Regions from separate parts of the Urocitellus parryii genome. Here region 1 is linked to region 2. A link is a contact called in public Hi-C data. All regions are on one chromosome and are shown on one strand. Each heading gives the region's core, a stretch centred on a gene start, on an enhancer-like site or on the middle of the called end of the contact. The rest is flanking DNA. Distances are from core to core; before and after follow the strand shown.

Region 1 (7,636 bases), core at 974-3,473, 240 kb after region 2:
AAGGGTGGGAAAAGCTCTTCAGATCTTCTGGAACCAGAAAGTGTTCTCAAACTAGAAACTCCCCTAAATAATTTCTCTATGCTGAGCAACTCTCCTACAGGGAAACCAATGCACTCAATTATATTTAAGCCTAGACAAAAATGGGCCAAACTAATTGTTTTAGCATGAATGATAAATATAAAAGTCTTAACACAAACCCTAACTTCCCTCACGTATTGACAAAGAAAAATAAAGGCTTCCCAAGGATGGAGAGCTGCCCAATGATAATACCAAAATTATCGAGCTGGAAAGGACATATTAACATCTTTCATCTTGTTATCATAAAGAGTTAGACAGAACTCAGCTTAAGTAGCTATGACCTTATTTTATTTATCAAATTTTACTAACCAACAACTTTGGCCCATCCCTATTTATTCTATCATCTTCTTCCATCAGACAAACACCCTCCTTACAATCAACACATATCTACATCTCTCAGTCTTCAATTCATGGGAACTAGAATAGGCTGGATCTAAGTTATTAACAGTTTAACTTCGGAAATTGTATTTCCAGCCCAACCACAAGGCCCCATCACTCACTTGTAAGTTTGGTGGTGCAGTTTGCGATCCAGCAGTGGCCTGCCAACCCACGAGTAAGTTTGTCTGATCTTCTGCCTTGTCTGGTAGGGTGCCATGGCTCCTGTGAAAAAGCCTCAACTCTGAATTACCATGGCAAATTCTGATGGATTCTAAGACACAGTCAGCCCCCCTTCCATGAATTCAACCTTTGTTTTCCTGCCCCTGCCTCACCCCACACATTTTAGAGATAGGTAACAATTTCTTTGAGGAAAAAGTAAAGTTCCATGAAGATTAAATATAGGCAATTTGGCATCATTTATGTCTTAAGATATGCCTCATTTCTTCTTACCTAAGGAAACAGGAGGGTCAACATGTACAGAAATACTAGCAACAAGGCACAAGAGGTGTGAAACATCTAACAATGTGAAATGTCTTCACAGTTATGATCCAGATAGGGATTAAAGATAAATGTAGTAAAGGAAACTATTAAATAGTGTCAAGAGCCCAGAGGAACCAACAGAAGTTAGAGGACTGGTTCTTATGGCTATTCAAAAAGGGAAGGATTCCTATAGAAGATTCCTGAACTGAACATGGAAGTTCGTAAATATTGACAAAGACTGAACTCAGTTCCAAGGGATGAAGAAGGTAGGCAAGTGATATTTGGGAGACAGCAATGGGTTTCATCAAGTGTATAATTTCATTTACATTAAAAAAAAAGTTATCAGTGTTACTAAGCTGTACTGGTCTGATAGTTGGGAGTGGCTGTTTCTTTGCAGCTGATAGACCCAGATATGAGTACTGTGAATAGCTGAAAATAAATGCTCATGCTAAAATACAGGCGGGGAAAAGGTACTTTTAGTGATGAAAACAGAAATATGGATGAAAATACAAATATAATCATTTTTACAAAGAATTTGGGCATTACAATCTGATAGTTCTAATAATGATGCCAATCCATTATTTTAAGCAACTTAAAAAATAAAACTTTCCTCTGAATTTCATGTTTTCCTTATAGAGCTAAAATTTGACAAAACTGAGTTAAAAAAAAAAAAAGCCAGACCAACAGAATTATTCTGAATTAATGATTACGAGACCAAAATTTTAGTTTAAGTTGAAAACAACATTCTCCTTCAAAAATTAGTTTCCTAGAACTCAGTGGCATTTTATCCTGCATTCTATTGGGGAATATTTGCAATCTAAGATTTTGTGTTTTTGGAAGTTTTTTAACTTTTGAGGGAACTAATCCAAAAAGGAAATATTGAGTCATTAACAAATAAACTGTTTACAAAAGATACATGAAAGATCACTTTAAGTAAATTAAGAGTATCAATCTAATTTTTCTTTTGTAGTTGTAGATGGACAGAATGCCTTTATTTTTTTATGTGGTGCTGAGGATCGAACCCAGTGTGCCTCGAAAGCTAGGCAAGCGCTCTACCACTGAGCTACAACCCTGACCCTCTCAATGTAATTTTAATGAGGCATAGTGTGAAAATGAATAAAGAGCAAGGAAAATAGAGAGAGCAAAACCAACTGGAAGACTTGCCCAAGTAAAAAGTAAATTTGCATTCATAATATCAAAGTATCTTTTGGTCAAAATTAGTAAACGTGTTTGAATCTAAATAAATGTTTAAGGAAATACATAACAAATTTACCTTCAATATGTTTCTTCTGATGGATGACGTAACACAAAACTTTCAGAAATTAACTTGGAAATGTTAACCTTTTCCACAATGAAGTCAGATAAAATGTGCTATTGAGATACAAAGAAAACACCCAAGTAAATTGCAGTGCTCACTAAGCTCTCATTAAAAAAAAAAAACAAAACGGGGAAATAGCATCTACTACTTCCTTATAAAATCAGTACTTCTCAGCAAACCTTCTACAATTCTCAAATAATCTAACTGTAAAATATATAGCCTAATTTTTCACTTTGACTATGACAACTTATTTTATGTGCACAATAATCTCATTTTTTTCAAACAAAAAACTAGCATAGGGAAAGAACTATGAAATGTATACCAAGAGGGCTTTAAATTCATGCTCAATTATTTTAAATCTAGACCATATTTTAGTTTACTAAAGCAGATATCATCTTTCAAAAACCAAGTCATGGTAAAAGTCTCCTTTACTAGGAGACCAAGAGCCATACTTGATGAGACCAGAATAATGTGTGCACCATAAGGTGTATAATTCCACTTTCATTAAAAAAAAAAAAAAAATTATTAGTGTTACTGGTCTGATAGTTGGAAGAGGTATGTGATTTACCCTAGGCTGAGGAAGCAAAGTTACTGGAAGGACTAGGACCATATAACCTGCCATTCCTCTACCACTATGCCACATGCCTATTCCCATCATCAAACAAACCAAGTTTATTAGTGCCCTCAGACTATGTAACTGCTGTTCTCTTTTCCTGCATTACAGGGGTGGCTCAGGTCTCAGCTCCGATGAAACTCCCTCGGAAAGGCTTTCACTGAATACTCAGTGGGAAAGTTACTCTGCCATCATGTTCTATTATACCATCCTATTATGACCATCATATTATTTTCCTATTTGTTGTGTTTCTCACATTTGAATGTTAAATTCCAAAGAATAGAAACCTTGAGACCTTCTCTTTATTATTCATAACTGCATTAGTAATCCTTTGTCAGGACTAGGCATATAATAGGTAAACAAATGAAGGATGGAATTTTAAAAATCACCAGAACAAGCACGGCACTGTGATGTATCCCTATAATCCCAGTAATTTGGGAAGCTGAGGCAGGTAGATTACAAATTCAAGGCCAGCTGGCAACTTAGTGAGATGTTATCTCAAAGTAAAATAAAAAAATTTAAAGGGCTGGGGATATAGCTAAGTAGTACAGTACGGAGGTTTAATCCCCAATACCACAAAATAAATAAACAAATAAACAAATAAAAGATAAATCAGAGCCAAGCCCAGTGGTGCACAACTATAATTCCCAGCAACTCTGGAGGCTAATAATAATAATAATAATAAATCAAACAATTAGGACCACAGCAGCTGTGGTGAGAATGTAGATCAGCCAAAATACTTACATATTGCCAAAGGGAATGTAAGTGACACAACCACTTTGGAAAATCAAATTTTCTTAAATTCTGAACATATGCATAACCTTTGGCCCAGCAATTTCAACAGAAATACATAATATCATCAAAAGACATGAACCAGGGCCAGGCACGCAGAGAAGCTTAGGAGGCTGAGGCAGGAGGATCATGAGTTCAAAGCCAGCCTTAGCAACTTAGTAAGGCCCTAAGCAACTCAGCAAAACTCTGTCTCTAAGTCAGAGGGGTGGGGATGTTCAGTGGTTAAATGCCCCGAGTTCAATGCCTGGTACCCCCCACCCAAAAAGTCAAGAACCAGAATATTCATAACAGCACTATACAGTGATGAAATTAAACCAACTACAACTATATAGACAACAAAATTACATGAAGCCAAGGAAATCAGACACCAAAGGTAAAAAAGTCCTGAAATCTGCTGATTTCCTTATGCTGCATCTTCAGAAGAACTCCCCATTATTTTAACTTTTCATTGAATTACATATAGAAAAGTGTATAAATGAGAAATACACAGTTCAATCAACTCATTGCTCTTTCTCACCTTCCACCTAAAACTTTATCTCACCTACCATCAGCATACAAATTTCTCAAGAAAAATGGTGAGTGGACTGGAGAGGCTGGTCTGACTTGGTTTAGAAAAGGCTTTGGTTTCTAAAGATATCAGACACAGATGTCAGATATTAGAAATGTGAAATATGCACACCACTCAGTCTAGGAGCCACATTCAAGGGAAACAGATAAAGGAGTTGCTATAAAAAATTTTGAGCCAGTATGGAAGATTGAGACAAAACTCGTTTTTTGTAGACTAGGGATTGAACACTTGGCCTTATGCATGCTAGGCAAGTGCTCTACCACTGAGACACACCCCTAACCCTTTTTAAATTTAGTTTGAGACAGGATCTCACTAAGTTGTGCAGGGTGGACTCCAGGTTGTGATCTGACTTTTTCAGTTCCCAAGTAGCTTGGATTACAAGTGTATGCCACAATGCACAGCCTGAGCCAAAACTATCTCATTTAATTCTTATGATAACCCTAGAAAAATATCAGTACACAGTAAGTGTTCAATAATAAATATTTCCTAAATTAAAGGTATATATGTTAGTATCAAGGTGAAAACTACTGTTCAATTTTATACAGGATAGCACAGCCTTAACTCAAGACTCTAAACATCCAGATTCCATGACTGTGCTCTTAAATGCTTCACTTTACAACACACAGGGATTGTAAAGTGAACTGCATAATGTCTATGAGAGCTTACTTCTGGTGGCTTATAACAGTAAGTCAGGCTTCCTAGTCATTGAGTAAGAAAAGGTCAACTGGCCTTCAATTCCCTCATTCACAAAACACAAGCAATAGAACCTTCCTTCCTTTTGGCTAATCTTATTTATTAAGTACCAATTGTGTGCCAGGCACTATTCTAAGATTATTAGTGAGAAAATGCAAAATTATAAATCCACTCTCTTACATTAATTTGTATTATTTTTAATATAACTTAATATTTTGGAACTCACAAGTCATACAAAATGTTGCAAATAAATTCCAGGGAATTCAGAAAACTTCTAAAGTTCACATCCGGCCGTCTATTACAGTTTTAAAAAGGTTGCAGAGAAACTTGTTAAACCACGTTCTCACAATGGGGAAATGCCATTGGCATTCAAAAACTAATACAGCAGAAAAAAGGATACCATTATTCATATTTTACAGACAACTAAAACCAGATCTAATCATTGCACTTTTTCTTTGAAGTACTGGGAATTGAACCCGAACATGCTTTACCACATCCATCCACCCTTTTTATTTTTTATTTTGAGAGAAGGTCTCACTAAATTGCTTGCGGCCTCATTAGGTTGCTGAGGCTGGCCTTGAACTTGTGATCCTCCCGCCTAAGCCTCCTGAGTTGCTGGGATTACAGTCTTAAAATACCGCATCCTGTTTAATCATTGCACTTTCACAAGTAGCCCGGATAAGGATCTCGCACCTCATTCAAGTCCACTACTTTTCCCAATTGTCACATTAAAAGGCCCTTCGGTTCCAGGCTGAATTCGAGGAAGCAGAAAGGGTGCCATTACACTTCTCTCCTGGAAAGAATGTGGATGGGAGCCTATAGTTAAAAGCTGCTCATCTAGAGAAATCTGGGTAGGAGCCTAGGCATCTTAGCCACGAAAAATGACCTAGACAAATCTCTGGAAGCAATCGCTACATAGGCAAAACGAGTAAATAGCATCTGATCTGTCTTCCCTGTAGCGCTTGCTACACTATGGCTCAAGAAGGAGATGATTCGAGGAAACGCAGATGGAAGTAAAGGCTCAGACCATTTCTGAGAGTCTGGGATAACTGAGGGTAGAATGCACACGCTTCTCAGGTGTGGGTTTCTGGCTTCCCCGCTGCAAATTCTTACTCCCTAGCAGAGCAAGAACCCTTTTAGGAAACGGGGCGTCGGAAACAGGGCCACTCCTAGCAGGATTAGAAAAGTGCCTGGGCACTGAATCGGCTTTCGGTGCATGTCTGATGAATGAATCAATGAGTGAGTCTGCAAAGAACAACACCCATAGTTCGAAGCTGAGGTCACTCACCTGTCCCCCAGGCCGCCACATTCACCGGGCGCTAAAGTTTCCTCGGGCTGGTCGTAAGCCTTCTGCTTCTCACCTCCCGTACTCTGGGAGCTCCGGGCTTTGCAGCAGCTCTGACCTGCCCCACCTGGATTCTTCCTTTACAGCCACAGGCTCCACGCGGTAGCCAAAGTTGGTCCTGGATTGGAATCGAAAGAAGCGCGAGAAAAGAAAATTTCGCGCCAAACGGCATGACCCCGCCCCCAGGCTATTGCCGTAGCTCGGCGTCAGTGAGCTCCGCCCACCTAAGGGGCGCATGACGAATATCCGCCAACGTGCCGCGGCCATCATTGATTCGATCGGCGCGCATTACACGGAAAAGTTTCATCAAGCAGCCGTTTCCGGTTCCGAGATCGTCGCCAAAGCAGTTTAAAGAGATTTCCTTCACCTTTCTCCGTCCCTTTCAATTTTTTTAAACCGGATGTGACGCATTAAAGGACCCGACGGAAATAGAACTAAACGCATTCTAAAATGGCGAACCGTACAGTAAAGGATGCGCATAGCATCCATGGAACCAACCCTCAATATTTAGTGGAGAAGATCATTCGGACACGAATCTATGAATCTAAGTACTGGAAAGAAGAGTGTTTTGGACTTACCGGTAAGCAAGAGCGCGCGGATCTCCTCTGGACTGTCTTGTGGCCCGTTTCTCCAGACTCGGTGCCAGTAGGACCAACTCTGGCGGTGGTACCAGAGAGGTGTATGTCAGTCATCCAGAAAAAGCGCCTGTTGTGTGTCTTGACTAGTCTTGAGCATTGAGGACACTAATGAATCTGATGGGATCTTATTATATTCTGAAATGCTTCTTAGTTGAGACGTTCCATTTTGACGATAGCCTCCTGGGTTACAAATAGTTTTAAACTCAAGGAGCCCAGATATAATTCTTTGCCATAACTCCCGCAGGTCTTAAACGAACATCCCCATGCCCAAAACCCATAGTCTTGACTGTCCTTAAATCTTCGTCAGTTCTAGTATTTCCATGATCGCGTCCTCTTGAGAGAAGTCTTCTAGGTGGTCTTCAAATCTTTTTTTTTTTTTTTTTTAATTCTGGCATTAAATCTTTGTACTGTGGCACTGGCTGTGGGCCTTGAGCAAGTAAGTCACTTAACCTTTCTTAGCCCTCATTTTTCTTACACGGAAATAGGGACAATGCTGGAACTTAATCGGTTTGTTGTAAAGATTAAATGAGCCAGGGGCTCATACCTTGTAGTCCCATTGACTCAGGGGGCTGAAGCAGGAAGATGGCAAGTTAGAGGCCAGCCTGGGCAACTAATTTAGCAAGACCATGCCTCAAAATCAAAGGAAAAAAAGACTGGGATAGAGCACTTGCCTAGCACGTGTGAGGCCTTGATTTGGATCCCCAGTACTGCTCCCCCCCACACACACACACAA
Region 2 (6,856 bases), core at 948-3,447:
CTAGTATGATCAGGGAGGTGGTGGTAATGGTAAAGTCAGGCTTGATCAGCAACAGAATTTGAAGAGAAGGGGAGAAATTGTGAAGCAAGAGGAAACTAGTCCTGGGAACAAATGAATCATCTTCAAGTAGTAGCTACACCCTGGGTAGCATAATTGATTCATAAACAAATGCAGATTTCCTGCAGTGGTAGTTATCTAGGTTTGGAAAGCACAGTGCTTATGTTAGGTTGCCAAACTGATCTAAATTAAAGAACCCCTTTCTTTAGCCTGAAAAATTTTTAGCAATAGTAACTTACCCTTGCAGCATTTTATTAATATTGCTAAGAGGACTGTTGGAGTATCAAATAGGGGATGAGAAAAACATCAGGTTACTTCCAGCTTTTCCTTAGGTTGGATGAACTTCACATGTAAAATGGTGGTAGCATAGTTACTAATTCATGAAGTTGTTATGAGGATGAATCACCATTTCCTTCTAAGCCCCAGTTTCTCTTGTTATAAAAAGGGGAGAGCGATTTTTTTTTGTAATGTGACTCAGAGGTATGTGGTGAAGACACATCTAGGACTATATAGGAACAGTTTTCATTGATGAGATGAGAACTGCTAGGTTATATTTTCTCTGGGTGGCTGCTCAATTATTATTTGAACATTTCCTGGAGACCTTATGTACTTTTTTCATTATGATTTGTTATTATTAGGCCATAACCTAAGGTAAGATAAGACTGCTTTATTATATTTTTATACAGAAAATATACTGGTTCTATGTTGATATCTGCTTTGCAACAGAAAGTCAAAGGATCCAGTACATTAGGTTCTGGTCTTCAGTGGAGGGATGTTATATAAATCTGTTAGTGAAATTTCACCCAGACCAGGGAGGATGAATGATGCACACATCTCTCTCTCTCTCTCTCTCTCTCTCTCTCTCTCTCTCTCTCTCTCTCTCTCACTCACACACACACACACACACACACACACACACACACAAAGATAAAAACGAACAACAACAAAAATTCTGGCTGGGCATAATCTTGGGCCTAAAAAAGACTGAGAGTGTTCTGAAATCAGCAAAAATTGGACCTAACATTTATTGAGTACCTTCTAATAGGCCAATCTCTCCATCTTCAATCTTCACAAGTAGCAAGGCAGGCAGGAGAAAACTGAGGTTCAAAATGTTACATAACTTGCCATGGTCCTAAAGCTATACATGGTGGAAATGGATTGGTAATATCAGGATCTGACACCAAAGTTCCAGCTCATTCTATCATACCACACTGTGGAGAAAACACACACACACACACACACACACACACACACACACACACACCCTCTTTTTGTAAAACCTGGAGGCCAGAGGATCTGGAGAATTTTTCTTTCCCTATTTCCATTTTGATAGTCTTTTGTTTGTTTTTGGTTCTGACGTTTGCACCTTAGAGGCTTAGAGGATGAGTGGGATCAAACACAGGGCATCTGTAAACAATGATTTTATAGTCCCCGCTAATGCATACAGGGATTTCCTTCAGAGCCTTACCTAGGATTTGGCAGGGATGGCGGGTGGAGAGGTGGGAGAGTAGAGGTGAGGGTGGGGGAGGGGGACTAGTAAAAGGATGATTCTTTTCTTACCTTTAAGTTGCTTATGAATTTCAGCACAAGCCGTTGGCTATTCTCTTCTCTTGTTCACCATATTTTTCCCTATTTTTTTTTTGGGGGGGGACTAGGGGTTAAGGGTTTGGTGCCTGTAGGAAATTTCTGTGATGATCTGTACGGTAGATCCAAAAAGAGTTAAGGTCAAAAACAATTCCTTCATCTGTTCTGGGAGGAGATTGTGTGTTTAAAAAAAAAAAAAAAAGGTTTGTTCTGGACATTCTTCTTTCATCCAGGCACACTGAAGGGATTAGAAGGGATACCCCCTCTTTCTGTGAGAAATGAGGCATGGAAACTGCCTCACAAGTGCGGGTTCGAGTGACAAGAGCGCTCACGTACCTTCTGTAGAGAAGGAAAAGGTGCTGGGGTCTGACGCGGGTGGGGACCGCAAGGGGTTGGTGGGAACCGCGGCTTCCGGCTCTCAGGAAGCGTCGTCAGGGGCGGACGGAGGGCGGCGCAGGGCGCGCGGGGCCCCCGCCACCCCCAGGCCGCGCTCCTTCGCGTTCCCTGCCGCTCGTGCCCGGCGCGGCAGCCGCAGTCCCGGCGCCGTAGCGGGACGTGGGGTCCAGGGGGCGCTGTGGCCCAGCGGCGCGGGCGGCTGGAGCGGCGGCCGAGACGCTGGAGGCTTCGTGGAGAATCACCGCCTGCAGCACCTCGGTCGTCCCACTGCAGTCTGTGCCCCCCGCCCGGCTCACCGGTGCTCCCTGGGACCCGCGTGGCTGCGGCGGCCCGGGAGCCGATGCGGCTGGGCGGGCACTGGGCCTCAGCAGCCCCCGCCGCCGCCGCAGCGACCACATCCCCTTCAGGAGTGCGAGGCTTTGCGGCGGCCCCTGTAGCCGCGCCGGTGCCCTCCTGGGGGGGAGACTTTCGGCTCGGGGACGACTCCCCCCGGCCATGGTGAAGCGACGGCGGCCACAGCCGAGGTGAGTGCGGCGCGACCCTGTCCCGGGCTCGCCAGGCTCCCACTGCCTGTGGGGGCCCTGGTTGCAGCCCTCAGGCCGGGCGGACGCGGCGTCCTGCCGCTGCGGCTGCCTCTACCCTGCGGCTCTGGGGGCCTCAGCCCTTCCTCGCCGCGTCCCCCGGGAGGTCGAGGTCCGTGGGGGGCGCCTAGGCCCCGAGAGAACGCTCTCCCGGGCCTCGGTTCCGGTGCGGCCCGGTGTGTGAAGAGGTGGCTGACGGCTGCACCGGTGCCCTTTGGGTTTGCTCCGGGCGGGGCCGAGAGAGGCTTCTTACCCGGGCCCTGCGTGTACATCCCGGAGGGAGGCAGAGGACGCCTGTTTGCAAACAACCTTAGCTTTCCATCGCCCTGTACTGAGTCCTGCAGAGTCCGGGGGGTGGGGGTGGGGAGGCCGGGTAGGGTGAGGATTGAGGTGCTAAGAGTTCGGGACCCTTAGAGCCCTGGAGTGTCATTCACGGATTCGACTTCCTAGAGAAAAGCCTTTTGCGACTTATTTGAGGTGAAATTTCATCACCTGCGGGTAGCTCGTCCACTCCTTATATTACATCTTATCTCTAAGCGTGATCTGCCTTGGAGAAAGCCCCATCCCGTCTTTGCGTTGCTGTTTCCTAGATAAACACTACCGTTATAAAAATTTATTTTACAGAAATTTGTGTCTTTTCCACCTCCAAGAAGAGAGGAAATATTTTAGTGCTTCAGTCCTCGGTACAAAAATGTTCCCTCTAAATAGATCCAGAGGACGGATGGAAAGAGGATTTTAAGTCGTGCCAACTGTCCTAATAGCAGGAACCCCGATGGAAATGAATGTAGTCTAAATTTTAGAAGTAACGTGATTTGTTCTGGTATTGATATAAAAAAAAGTTAGTGATTGCAGTTTGGTACAGTAAGTCAGATATTTGGGTACTTATGATTTATGGTAAATGTGATGACAGGTTATTCTTGTTTTCTAAAGTATGTGAAGGTGTAAGATTTGTAGGTACTTCTAAAACTGTAATCATGAAAAAAAATCCTTATAGTAGAAAATTGGTAAAGTGCAGAAAGGTAGTATGTCGACTCAATAAATATTTAATCACTAGGGAAAACATATTCTTAATCTCATAGTATGTTTTTGTTGGTCATTCAGAGTTTAAAATGGTGATTTTTAAAATTATTATTTCTTTGTATTAGGTTCAAAGATTAGCTGACTGATTCACTTTATATCCAGGTGTTTGTATAAATACCCATGAAAATGTCTTACTAAATTACATTGGGACCATAGTTGAATTTATCAACTAAAACAATAATATGGGGTAATCTTCTAGATACCTAGAAAAGCCATAATTTAACCTCTTCTGCAGCATGAGAAGCTCCTAAGGTCTAGGGAGGTTAGGCATGGTAAACATTTTTGAGGAACTGCTGTTATATGTTGTACACCTGCATTGTTTATTTGCTGTTATATGTTGTACACGGAGTTGTTTTTCTCACATAGATCTTGCTGTGTTGCCCAGGCAGGTCTCAAATTCATGAACTCCAGTGATTCACCTGCCTCAGCTTCTGGAGTAGCCAGTAATACAGCACTGGGCTCCTTGTATTGTTTTTGTCAGATTTTGTTTAAATATTTCTAACTGTAAAAATTGGCTGGATTAAAATTTTTGTTAGATTAATATAGGTTTTTAAAAGTCTTATTCATTTCTCGAAGGGTTTTTAAAGACCAACATTAGAATCAGTTGAGAGTGCTGATTTAAAAAATAATCAGCTGATTATTAATATTATTTATAATACTGATTGCTGGCAGCTTGAATTAGAATCCTAGAGATAATAGTGGCTCAAAAGTCTTCCTTTTTTTTTTTTTTTTTGTGTGTGTGTGTGTGCTGGAACCCAGGGTTCACATATGCTAGGCAAGTACTTTGCCACTGAACTACATTTCTAGCCTTAAATTTTTTTGTTTGTTTTTAGATTTTGAGACAGGGTCTTGCTAAATCGTCCTATTTGGCATCAAATTTGTGTTCCTCCTGCCTCAGCCTACTGTGGTAGCTGGGTTGTCTGTCCTCTTGCCAGCTAAAAATCTTAATTCTTATTAAGTGTCTCCATTCTTATTAAAGTTTGGAAATCACTGTTAAAAGTTAACTAACCTTGCAGGGTGTGGTGACACATGCCTGTAATCCCAGCAGTTTGAGAGGCTGAGGCAGAGGATTGGGAATTCAGACAGCCTCAGCAATTTAGTGAGGCCCTAAGCAACTCAGTGAGACCCTGTCTCCAAATAAAATATAAAAAAAGGACTGGGGATGTAGTTCAATGGTTAAGTACCCCTGGATTCAATACCTGGTACAAAAAAAAAAAAAAAAGTTAACTAACATTGCTGGGCATAGTGTCACATGCTGTAAGGCTGAGGCTCGAGGATTCTAAGTTCAAAGCTAGCCTCAGCAACTCAGCAAAACCCTATTTAAAAAAAAAATGCTGGGCATGCTGCTCAGTGGTTAAGTGCACCTGGGTTCAATTCTGGTGCCAGGAAAAGAAAAGTTAACTAACCATACCTAGCTGAATGAAAACATAAATTTTTTAGCAAAGCTATCAGTCTTAAGTGGCAATAAAAGTAATTTCTCATAGCAACAGATAATGGTGTTATAATGTTAGAAAGAAAAGTGAAATTTTGAGAAACAGCTGATGAACAATTCAGTTTCAACAAACATTTATTAGAGCCTCCTGTAGTCACTGTGGTGTTACAGAAGGATATCTGACCACTTATCTTGGCACTTAATGGACCTTGTTGTCATTGTCTGTAAAATGCAGATAGTTATTATACTTTACCTTGTAAAACTTTTAGGATAAATGCATTTGAATAAGTATTGAAGTAAAATAAAACATTTATAAAATTGTAGCTATTAATCTGAAGTGTCAGATTCTGTCTAAGTGTTCCAAGAAGCACAAAAAACGACCAAGGTTTCTACTAGTGTTTAGCTAATTCTGGAAGCAGGACAAGTTTAATTAACTGTTACAAGGCAGGGTCAGAAAAATGTTGTAATTGAGTGGAATGAACTAGAATGAGCTAGATCTTTGCTTAGGGCTTCTGTGTCTCATCCAGTGCCATGCCTTTTAAGAACATTGGTAAAGGATGGGGATGTGGCTAACATGAGAGAGGCCCTGTGTTCAAACCCTAGCACCACCAAAAAATAAAAATTAAAAAAATTGATGCATTTATTCCAATTCCTGATTCAATGTTTTCTTCTTCTTTTTTTACTTTTTAAAATTTATTTTTATTGATGCATTATAATTATGCATAATAGAGGGATTCACTATGCCATATTGGTACCTGCACATAATTTGATCAATCTCATTCCCTAGTATTTCCCTTTCCTTCCCATGATTCAGTGTCTTCTTTAAGGAAATAATTGTATATGTTGCCTTATAAGTGCTAGTTTTATATTGACTTCTTAAGAAAGGCAGAACGAATGGAGATGATTCCTTTGTTGCAAGGCTACCACTGTTCATTGCACTCACTAAAACTTTCATTTGACACCTGTTGTGTGCTGGCCACAGACTGGCTGATAGCAAGGCACAAAGCTTCATTAAAAGATAATTGCCTGGATTTTAGCTAAAGGTCTTTTGTTGCTAAAGGGTGGTGTGTGTGTGTGTGTGTGTGTGTGTGTTTTATGATTATTAATTGCATGATATGGTGCTGTTTGTGGAGTCAGATGTGACAGGAATCCTTATATAACTCTTAGAGCAATGTGACATTTGGATTTTGAGTTTATTCTTCTGTGTTATTGTAGTAAAAACTCTTCCCCTCCCAGGGAAATAGAACAGGTTCTATGAGAAAAAATTATCAAAAGCAATTAGCTCAGTGTCTGTCACATAGAAGGTAATCAGTAATTATACATTTCCATTTGTCCTTTTGAGGAAAATAAAAACAAAAACCAGGCCTTAGAATTTCTGTGTGACTTAAAATTTGGGAGCTTTAATTGTTTTAGAGAATGAATCTATTTTGGAATTCTTTGAAATTTTCGATAGAAATAATTTTGATTCTAATTTAGTACACTTTTTTCCATTTCATTTTTTATTGCACATTATTCATATCCACAATTTTACATTGATTTTTAATAGTACTTATGTGTATTTGACTGCATTTTATAGAGCAACATTCTTTATATATAATGATCATTGGAAAATACATAGTTGCCAATATTGAATAGAAATAGTATACATACTTAATTTTCAAAAGTAATATTAATTTATTAAACATTTAAGAACTGAAGAGTTTTTGAAACATAGTCTTTTCCTTTT

The links. Hi-C and Micro-C count contacts between places; a contact is called where the count stands out from the background.
Region 1: a Hi-C map of muscle shows a contact between it and region 2, with 6 times the contacts expected there. The contact joins the promoter of Orc1 here to the promoter of Zfyve9 in region 2. A contact is called at or near these places in 2 of 2 Hi-C or Micro-C datasets (liver and muscle).

What each region holds. Positions count from the first base shown.
Region 1 is chr11:35,659,617-35,667,252 of mUroPar1.hap1, forward strand. Orc1 (origin recognition complex subunit 1) reads right to left here and starts at 2,224. Exons shown (of 17, transcript XM_026382647.2): 1 at 2,210-2,224; 2 at 579-678. The coding sequence starts at 673. Prpf38a (pre-mRNA processing factor 38A) reads left to right here and starts at 6,554. Exons shown (of 10, transcript XM_026382625.2): 1 at 6,554-6,845. The coding sequence starts at 6,716.
Region 2 is chr11:35,416,277-35,423,132 of mUroPar1.hap1, forward strand. Zfyve9 (zinc finger FYVE-type containing 9) reads left to right here and starts at 2,198. Exons shown (of 18, transcript XM_026382175.2): 1 at 2,198-2,561.